3 separate regions of the Mus musculus genome follow, and all the other regions are linked to region 3. Evidence: chromatin contacts called from public Micro-C and promoter capture Hi-C data. All regions are on one chromosome and are shown on one strand. Each heading gives the region's core, a stretch centred on a gene start, on an enhancer-like site or on the middle of the called end of the contact. The rest is flanking DNA. Distances are from core to core; before and after follow the strand shown.

Region 1 (2,700 bases), core at 54-2,553, 460 kb after region 3:
TACAGCAATATAACACTTTGTAGTACCAAGCTGTAGCTTTATATCATGATCAAGGCAACTTATAAAAGAAAGCATTTAATGTGGGGTTCATGGTTTCAAAGGATTAGAGTATTTACCCATCATGCCAGGGAGCATGGCAACAAGCAGGTAGTCATGGCACTAGAGCAGCAGCTGACAGCTTACATCTGATGCACAAGAACAAGACAGAGAGAGAGCTAACTGGGAACAGTGTGAGCTTTTTACACCCCAAAGCCAGTGACCAACCTCCTCCAAAAAGGCCACATCTCCTAATCTTTTCCAGACAGTTCTACCAACTGCAGACCAAGTTTTCAAATATGTGAACCTATGGGGTCATTCTCATTTACACATCACAAATCCCAGCTTATGGAGTAAGTGATGTGATTACTATGTCTTTATAATGGCTATAGATGACACTGAAAGGTAAATAGCGTCAGAGTAGCTGTTCTGTGATGGTTACGGTGACTGCTTACCTGATAGAATCTAGAATTATCTAGGACATGAGCCTTTGAGCATCCCTATGAGGCAGTATATACACTAGGTGAGTAGAGGTGGGTGGCACCATCTCATAGGCTGGGGTCCTAGACTGAAGGGAAAAGAGAAACTAAACTGAGCGACACCACCCACGTACATGTGTGTATCATAGCCAGTTGCCTCAAATGCCTGCTCCAGACTTCCCCACACAGTGGACTTTTCTCCCTTAGGTTGTTTTGTCAGGGTGTTTTATCACAACAGGAAAAGTAACTAAGAAAGAGCTAACTTTCAGCCAGGTTTTAGATACTTGAAACTAAAACCACATCTTCATCAAGTTTTTATTAGCAAATGTAAAGAAGCAAGGAGATCCCATTTGTCACAGAAATAACACTTCTACTTAGCAATGGTTAGGAGGAAGGTTGATAAAGTCAGTTAAAAAGCTAAAAGTAGCCAGGCAATGGTGGAGCACGCCTTTAATCCCAGCACTCGGGAGGCAGAGACAGGCGAATTTCTGAGTTCGAGGCCAGCCTGGTCTACAAGTGAGTTCCAGAACAGCCAGGGCTACACAGAGAAACTCTGTCTCGAAAAACCAAAATAAATAAATAAATAAAAACTTTAAAAAAAATTTTTTTAAAAAGCTAAAAGTATAATTTAAAAATCTTGTGCTTTAAAAGGTCTAGCTCCAGAAAATAACTTATTCAAAAAAAAAAAAAAATTAAAAAGCCAGGCATGGTGGTGCACACCTTTAATCCCAGCACTTTAAAAGCAGAAGGGGAAAGATCTCTGTGAGTTTCAGGCCAGCCTGGTCCACATACTTAGTTTTAGGCCAACCATAACTATAAAGCTAGACCCTGTCACACACACAAACACAAAGAGAGAGAGACAGAGAGAGAGAGGGAGAGGGAGAGAGAGAGAGAGAGAGAGAGAGAATTTTTTTAATGTATTTTACAATAAGAAAAGAACAATGGGACGGTGAAAGTGAAAGTAAAACTAAAGCCCTGGGCTCCTGGAACACAGGGCATGGCCACTCACACCCATACCCTCCCACCCCCAGCACTATACTTGGAAGCAGGAAGATCACTGAATTCAAGGCCAGCCATTTTACATGGCAAGTTCCAAAGCAGCCTGAGCTACAAGAGAGTCTTGACCAGCCCTGCCAAGATAAAAGGAACATAAAAATTAAACTGTTTGTAATATTAAGGTAATAAAAGAAAAGGACACTCCCAAAATCATCTTAAGATTGGCTACCATCATGGCAGACTTGTTTGTTTGTTTGTTTGTTTGTTTGTTTTTCCAAGTCAGGGTTTCACTGTGTAGCCCTGGCTGTCCTAGATCTCACTCTGTAGACTAGTCTGGCCTTATATTCAAAGATCTGCCTGCCTCTGCCTCCTGAGTGCTGAGATTAAAAACGTGTGCCACTACCACCCAGCTAATTTTACTTTTTTATCGAAGATTTATTTTTAATTCTATATGCGTGTGTATCTGGATGGGTATGTACACACAAGTGTATCTGCAAGAGGTCAGGAGTCAGATCCCTCTAAAGCTAGAGTTAAAAGTGGTTGTGAACCACCCAGGCAGAGGCAGAAGTAGGGAGATGTCTGTGAGTTCAAAGCTAACCTAGTCTATCTACATAGTTGCGCACCAACAAGAGCTACAAAGTAAGACCTGTTTTTTTAAAAAAGAGGAAGGAAGGAAGGAAGGAAGGAAGGAAGGAAGGAAGGAAGGAAGGAAGGAAGGAAGGAAAAGAAAGCCTACTTAATATTGTTATATCTTTCAGTACTTATGTCACAGTATATCAAGAAGGAATCTGAAAATAATACAGATACAAAATACTCTTTGGGGGTTTTTTCTTTGTTTGTCTTTTCTCTGAGATCCACTTGCTTCTGCCTCCCTAGTGCTGAGGTTAAGAGAGTGGACCACCACGACCCAGCAAACGGAGATACTCTTAATACTTTAGCACCTTTGTTTATACACCATGATTTTATATTATAAACTATAATGCATCTTATGTGACAGAACAAATTTTACTTAAATAAACTTCTCAGAGTACCCTGTCTTCTTGTGCATACCTGGAAGCTCTTTTACCTTTCTTTTAGAAAATCTGAGGTAGCAGCTATAATCAATTCACTCAAACTGTGTCTTTGACTCTGACTCCCTCTCTCCCCCTTCCTCTCTCCCCAATCCACCTCTCTGTGGTTCAGTATGCAT
Region 2 (2,700 bases), core at 151-2,650, 310 kb before region 3:
AATCTTTCTAAACTTCATATAAAGCTTTGTCTAATACAAATGTTATGTAAATAGCTGTTATGGTGTATTGCTTAGGGAATAAGGATCAGAAAAAGTCTGTACTTGATCATAGCAGACAGTTTTTCTGGTCTGAGGTTGGTTGAATATGTAGCCATTGAACCTGTAGACACACATGGCCAAGTGTTATAAGAAACACATTTAAGATGATCTTTGAATAAACACACACACACACACACACACACACACACACACACACCTCTATCAAACCTGAACCATTCTCCACTACAATCTGTAATGTCAAGTACAATGAATACTCCAAGCAGAACTTAACATTAAATATCTTTATCACTCAAAAAGTTAAAAATAAAATAATTTAGTATTCGCCACAAGGAGTTAAAGTGAACATCAAAGTAACTAGAAAGAAGAGAATGGACTGAGGCAAAGTTGAAACATGAAATAGCATGAAGGTAGAAAGGATAAATAAAAGAGAAGGGGAACAAGCATAGGGAAGCAGAGACAGCCACAGACTCAGAGGACAAGCAGAATGGTGTTGCTTTTGGGGACCCACCAGAGGAGATTAACATGGATTCCAGCCAACAGAATGTCCTCATTAGCCATCTGGCCACTATACTGGGTTCCTTTTCACAGCTACTTACTTGCTACTTAATTGTTTACACTGGAGAACCCACTCCTTTAAGTCCTTGTGCCTGTTATCCCTCAAGTGTTCATCTAGAATGTCAAAGTGTGGAGAGCCGTGAGCAATTGCCATCACGAGCCTCCGCTGTGCCTAACTGGTAAACAAGTAATGTGCGCAGGTGCAAGAGAAAATTTGTGCCAAGTCACTGCCCATCCCGGGGCATAGTAGTGGGGTGATGATGAGTGAGCAGCTAATCAGGAGCTGACACGTCACATGGAGGGGTATATAAGCAGCATCATTTTCCTTGTTCGGGGTTCTTCTTTCGCCTATGCAATCAATGCTTTCCCAATAAACGTGTGCAGAAGGATCCTGTTGCAGCGTCGTTCTTCCTGGCCAGTTGAGGGCGTGCAAGAAAGGGAAGCAGAGACAGCCACAGACTCAGAAAACAAGCAGAATGGTGTTGCTTTTGGGGACCCACCAGAGGAGATTACCATGGATTCCAGCCAACAGAATGTCCTCATTAGCCATCTGGCCACTATACTGGGTTCCTTTTTACAGGTACTTAGTTGCTACTTAATTGTTTACACTGGAGAACCCACTCCTTTAAGTCCTTGTGCCTGTTATCCCTCAAGTGTTCATCTAGAATGTCAAAGAAGGGTGTGGCTCACTTAAATCTAGATTCTGGGCTTCCAAGTGTGCAGTAAGCTGTCTCCATTGTCATTCCACTGTTGGTGGCGACAGGCACCACCAGCTCTGCGGTAGCTGGAACTTCCCCCCTAATTATGGTAGGGACAGGCATCACAGGCTCCACTATAGCTGGAACTTTACCCCTAGTGAACAAGGGATAAAACTAAGTAAATCAGTGCCCAAGTAGACATAGACCTGGGCCATCTAGAAAAGTCTTCTCCCTATCTGTAAGTCCAGTTATACTCCTTAGCCCAGGTTATTCTTCAGGATCGAGGAGGTTGGACCCACTCTTTATGAGACAAGGATGTCTCTGTAAGACCCTGTGAGAAACCTGTTGCTTCTATGGCACTCAGGATATGTTTTTGTGCTTGCAAGCTCACCCCTGAGAAAGGCTCGGGTCTTCACTATGGTCCTAAAAGCACAGTGTTCTCACAGGCTGGCTTATAAAGACTTTCTGTTGGCTCGAACTCATGTCCAAGTAGTATTCTCTGGTGGATACCTCACAACAACGTCACTGCATCAAGCTTATAGCAAAAGGGAAGTGGATGATTTTCGTGAAAATGTTAATGATTAAAATATTGATTTGAAAGGAAACAAGTAGAAACCTAGAACACATAAGAAAGTATCTATGGTGCTCTGAATATAAATGCCCCCCCCAAGGCCCATAGAGAGTGGCACTATTGGGAGACGTAGCCTTGTTGGAGTACTTGTGGCTTTGTTGGAGGAAGTATGTCACTGGGAGTAGGCTTTCAAGTCTCAGATGCTCAAACCAGACCCAGCATCTCACATTCTTCCTGCTGTTTGCCAATATGATGGAGAACTCTCAGCTACCTCTCCAGCACCATTGTAGGGATGTGTGCTACCATGACGATAATGGACTAAACCTCTGAACTATGAGCCAACCCCAGTGAAATGCCTCCCTTTATAAGAGTTGCATGGTCACGGTGTCTCTTCACAGCAATAGAAACCCTAATTAAGACAATATCTTAAGGGGAAAAATAAAGTAAAGCCAAAGCTCTAGCAAACAGAGCTAGCGCTCCGCTCTACTAGTCACCAAGGAAACAAGGTAAAGTCACAATATGCAATTCCCACTTGTGCTGCCAAAGCCTGGAGTGCCAGTGTCTACTATAGACAAGAGGACAGCTGCTTTCTTACACCTTTGCTGGAAATCTGACATGTTGCAAACCCTTCTGAAAACCATTTGATAATAGTAATAAAAGCACAAGGGCTAGAGAGGTGACTCGGCAGCTGAGAGAGCTCGCCATCCATCCTTGGGACCCTGGTCCAGTTCCCACTGCTTACATGAGGCCCGTGACTCCAGTTCCAGGGGATCTGATGCCTCCTACTGTCTTCCTTTGGGTATGACATGCCATGAT
Region 3 (2,700 bases), core at 121-2,620:
ATCCACTTAACTGTTAGAAACGCTTTGGACCAGTGCACAGAGTTGCAGGAGAATCCTTAAGATCAACTCCGCAAAGTACAAACTCGAAGATTAGTAGGGTTTTGTGGGGAGGGCAGACAGTAACGATGGCTGGTCAAGGCAGTAACACGGCCCCACAAAATAAGGATAACAGGAATCTGAGCAAGGCGCATTAACCAAGATGTGAAAAAGTGCTACCTAATGAGCTAACATCTAACTTCACAGGGGTAGTGCTGAACGCGTCGCCCTCGAATTCTCAACATCAAAGCTCTTCCAAAAAATAAAATTAAGTGAGTGATACTGTGGTTGGGAGAAGACCTGGAGGCCGGGGCAGAAGGTGCTCTCTGGAAACCATAGGTAGTGCTGGCCAGGCAGGGCGGGGCGGGGCAGGGCCCGAGGTGAAGGAGACCTTGCTCTAGCCACAGCGCCAGCAGGACCCCAGAGAGTCTGTTCTGGGAAGAGGGAGAAGAGTGCAAGCCGAGGGGACCAGCTTTCCAGAGGGAAGAAAGCCCTCACGGGCAAAGGTAGAGTGGACACCTAGGGGCGGATGGGTGGGCTGGGGGAAGCAAGGCGGAATCGCAGTGGAGAGGTGCGAGGAGGTGGCATGAAGACTGAAGACTAGGCCCGACCCTGAACGGCGGGCGAGTGAAGGAAGATCGGTTCCTTCTGCAGCTCCCAGTTAGTTTCTGTCAAAGATGGCTAAATTCCACTCTGCCCTTCCCCCTCCCGCGCCTTTTCTAATCCCCTTCGGTGGCTCCAGTACTGCTGGAGGCCATGGGGAGTCTGGGTGAATGAGCGCCGGGAGGAGGGTGAGGAAGGAAGAGAACCTCCCCGCCGCACCACCCGCCCCGTGGGTCCTGCAGGAGGATCTTTTAGTTGAAAAAGAGGGTTCTGTGGCTTTAAACCGGGGAGTGGGCGTCACCGCGGGGGGACCCGGTGACTAGCCGGGGCGGGGTTGGATGGGAGGGGTCATGCAAAGCAGAAGGCGGTGCCGTCGGGGCGGGGCCGTGGGTGGGCGGGGCGCGGGCGGCTTCTCTTGAGCCAGGCGCGGGAGGGGGCGGAGGCCGCGGCGGGCTGGTACCATCGATCGCCTTCGGGGAGGGGGACGGGTGCCATTCCCCCGGAGGGGGCGGGCCCTGGCGGCGGCGGGGCCAGGGCCCCATTCCCCGCCGGGCGGGCCGGGGGAGGGGCGCGCCTCCGCTCGCGTCCGAGGCGGGGCCCGCGGTACCTTTCGTGGCACGGTGCGGCTGGGGGAGGGTCGAGGGGAGGGGGAAGGGGCGGGCCTGGGAGGGGGAGCCGGAAAGGGGGAGGCACCGGCGGACAATGGAGCCTATGTGTGCCTGCGGGAGTGGGACGGCGCCGCCGCCGCCGCTGCCGCCGCCGGGGGGAGACGCTGCGCTGCTGCTGCCGCTGGTCCGGGCCCCGGCCCCCCGGGGCTGAGAGCAGCCGGGGACCGCAGCTCCCGCCCGCGCTCGCCCCTCCCCCTCTCCGGCCCGGGGTAAGTGGCCCCGGGGAGGGGGAGGGGCGGGCCGGCGCGGCGGGGGCCGGGTCCGCGTGCGCGTGTGGCCGGGGGGCCTCCGGGGGTCGGGGCGCTGGCTTGGCGAGTTGAGTCTGGAGGAACCTGTTGGGGGAGGCGGGGGAGCCTCGGGAGCTATGGGAGAGACCGGGGCATCTCTCGGGGTTTTAGAGGTTGTGTCCCAAAGCTGTGCTTGGAGAGGTTACCTGAGGGGAGATGACCGTCTCGGGGTCTTGGGATGGAGGGGCGATGGAGAGGAAAGAGCGCGCGAAATTAGGAATTTCGGGTTGAGTTTGTAAGACCCGGGAGATGCGTAGAGGGGAGAAAGGGGACTCCGCAGGCCAGTGACTTGTTGAAGGGTTGGGGGAGGTGAAAGCCTAGAGGAATGTCTTGAGTTGTAAAGGGTTCCAGCAGGTGAGTTGGCGACGAATGAGTTAGGTCACTGAGTCATTGTGAGGGTCGTAGAACACACCAGTGGTTTTCAAATTGGAACCCTAGAGGCTGGCTGGCCTTTGAAAGTTGCAAAGACTATTAAGATGTCACTGGTAAGTGTTGGGTGAGCTTGGTGAAATGGAGTTATCCTAAGGAAAACAAGTCGCAGAGTTGGTGGTTAGTCCAGAGGGAAGGACCACGGCCTGTAGTAGTACTGCTGGGAACGTTATGTTAAAGCTGCCAAGGATGAGAAAGAAAGCTTGAAATCTGTCCCCCAAGAGCCTTAGTCTGCTGGAGGTAAGGAAGGGCGTTTTTTTAAATGTTAAAAGAGTTATTCTGAGGCCAAGATTGGAGTCAAAGTCATTAGGTAGGGTAGTGAAATGGATGCAAATATGCCTCTGTGGACATAATCCAAGGCAGGATGCAGTGGATACAGAGTTACACTTTAGTTAAAGCAAGAACAAGTCACCCCCTGACAGTGACGTCAGCGGCCATGTAAAAAGTCAATTTGATGGTGCATTTGTTAGCGTTTGATAAACTGTGGAATTAAATGGTTATTTTGGCGACAGAGACCTGGGCTCTTGTGTAGGGAACACAGTGATGAATTAGTTACAGGAGGTGAGGAGTAGGTAGTGAAATAGTCAAGATGTTGGGAGGTAAGACTTGTTTAGAACCTGTGACTTGGAGGCTTTTAAGTCTGGTTGGTTTGAAAGTTTTTGACTGGACACTAGTCA

Evidence for each region. Promoter capture Hi-C pulls out the DNA fragments that hold promoters and counts their contacts. A called contact is a pair of places that touch in the nucleus more often than the background predicts.
Region 1: a contact with region 3 is called in a promoter capture Hi-C map of liver, with 2.1 times the contacts expected there. The contact joins the enhancer-like site here to the promoter of Bcl9 in region 3. A contact is called at or near these places in 7 of 39 promoter capture datasets (the 3T3-L1 cell line, 3T3-L1-derived adipocytes, embryonic stem cells and 3 more) and 1 of 115 datasets of contacts at active chromatin or transcription factors (bone marrow-derived macrophages).
Region 2: a Micro-C map of embryonic stem cells shows a contact between it and region 3, with 2.5 times the contacts expected there. The contact joins the enhancer-like site here to the promoter of Bcl9 in region 3. A contact is called at or near these places in 1 of 484 Hi-C or Micro-C datasets (embryonic stem cells) and 1 of 115 datasets of contacts at active chromatin or transcription factors (forebrain).

What each region holds. Positions count from the first base shown.
Region 1 is chr3:96,763,549-96,766,248 of GRCm38.p6, reverse strand. All of the region lies in intron 3 of Rnf115 (ring finger protein 115), which reads right to left. Among named protein-coding and RNA genes, the nearest start is that of Rnf115, 37 kb to the right of the region's middle. Within about 2 kb of position 1,303, at least 53 of the 459 cell types and tissues checked have an H3K27ac peak or open chromatin away from gene starts, as enhancers often do. A contact at or near this core is called in bone marrow-derived macrophages and liver, where this site is marked.
Region 2 is chr3:97,535,836-97,538,535 of GRCm38.p6, reverse strand. No RefSeq gene overlaps it. Among named protein-coding and RNA genes, the nearest start is that of Gm40102, 9.1 kb to the left of the region's middle. Within about 2 kb of position 1,400, at least 4 of the 459 cell types and tissues checked have an H3K27ac peak or open chromatin away from gene starts, as enhancers often do. A contact at or near this core is called in embryonic stem cells, where this site is marked.
Region 3 is chr3:97,226,034-97,228,733 of GRCm38.p6, reverse strand. It overlaps Bcl9 (B cell CLL/lymphoma 9), which reads left to right and starts at 1,370. Exons shown (of 10, transcript NM_029933.4): 1 at 1,370-1,516.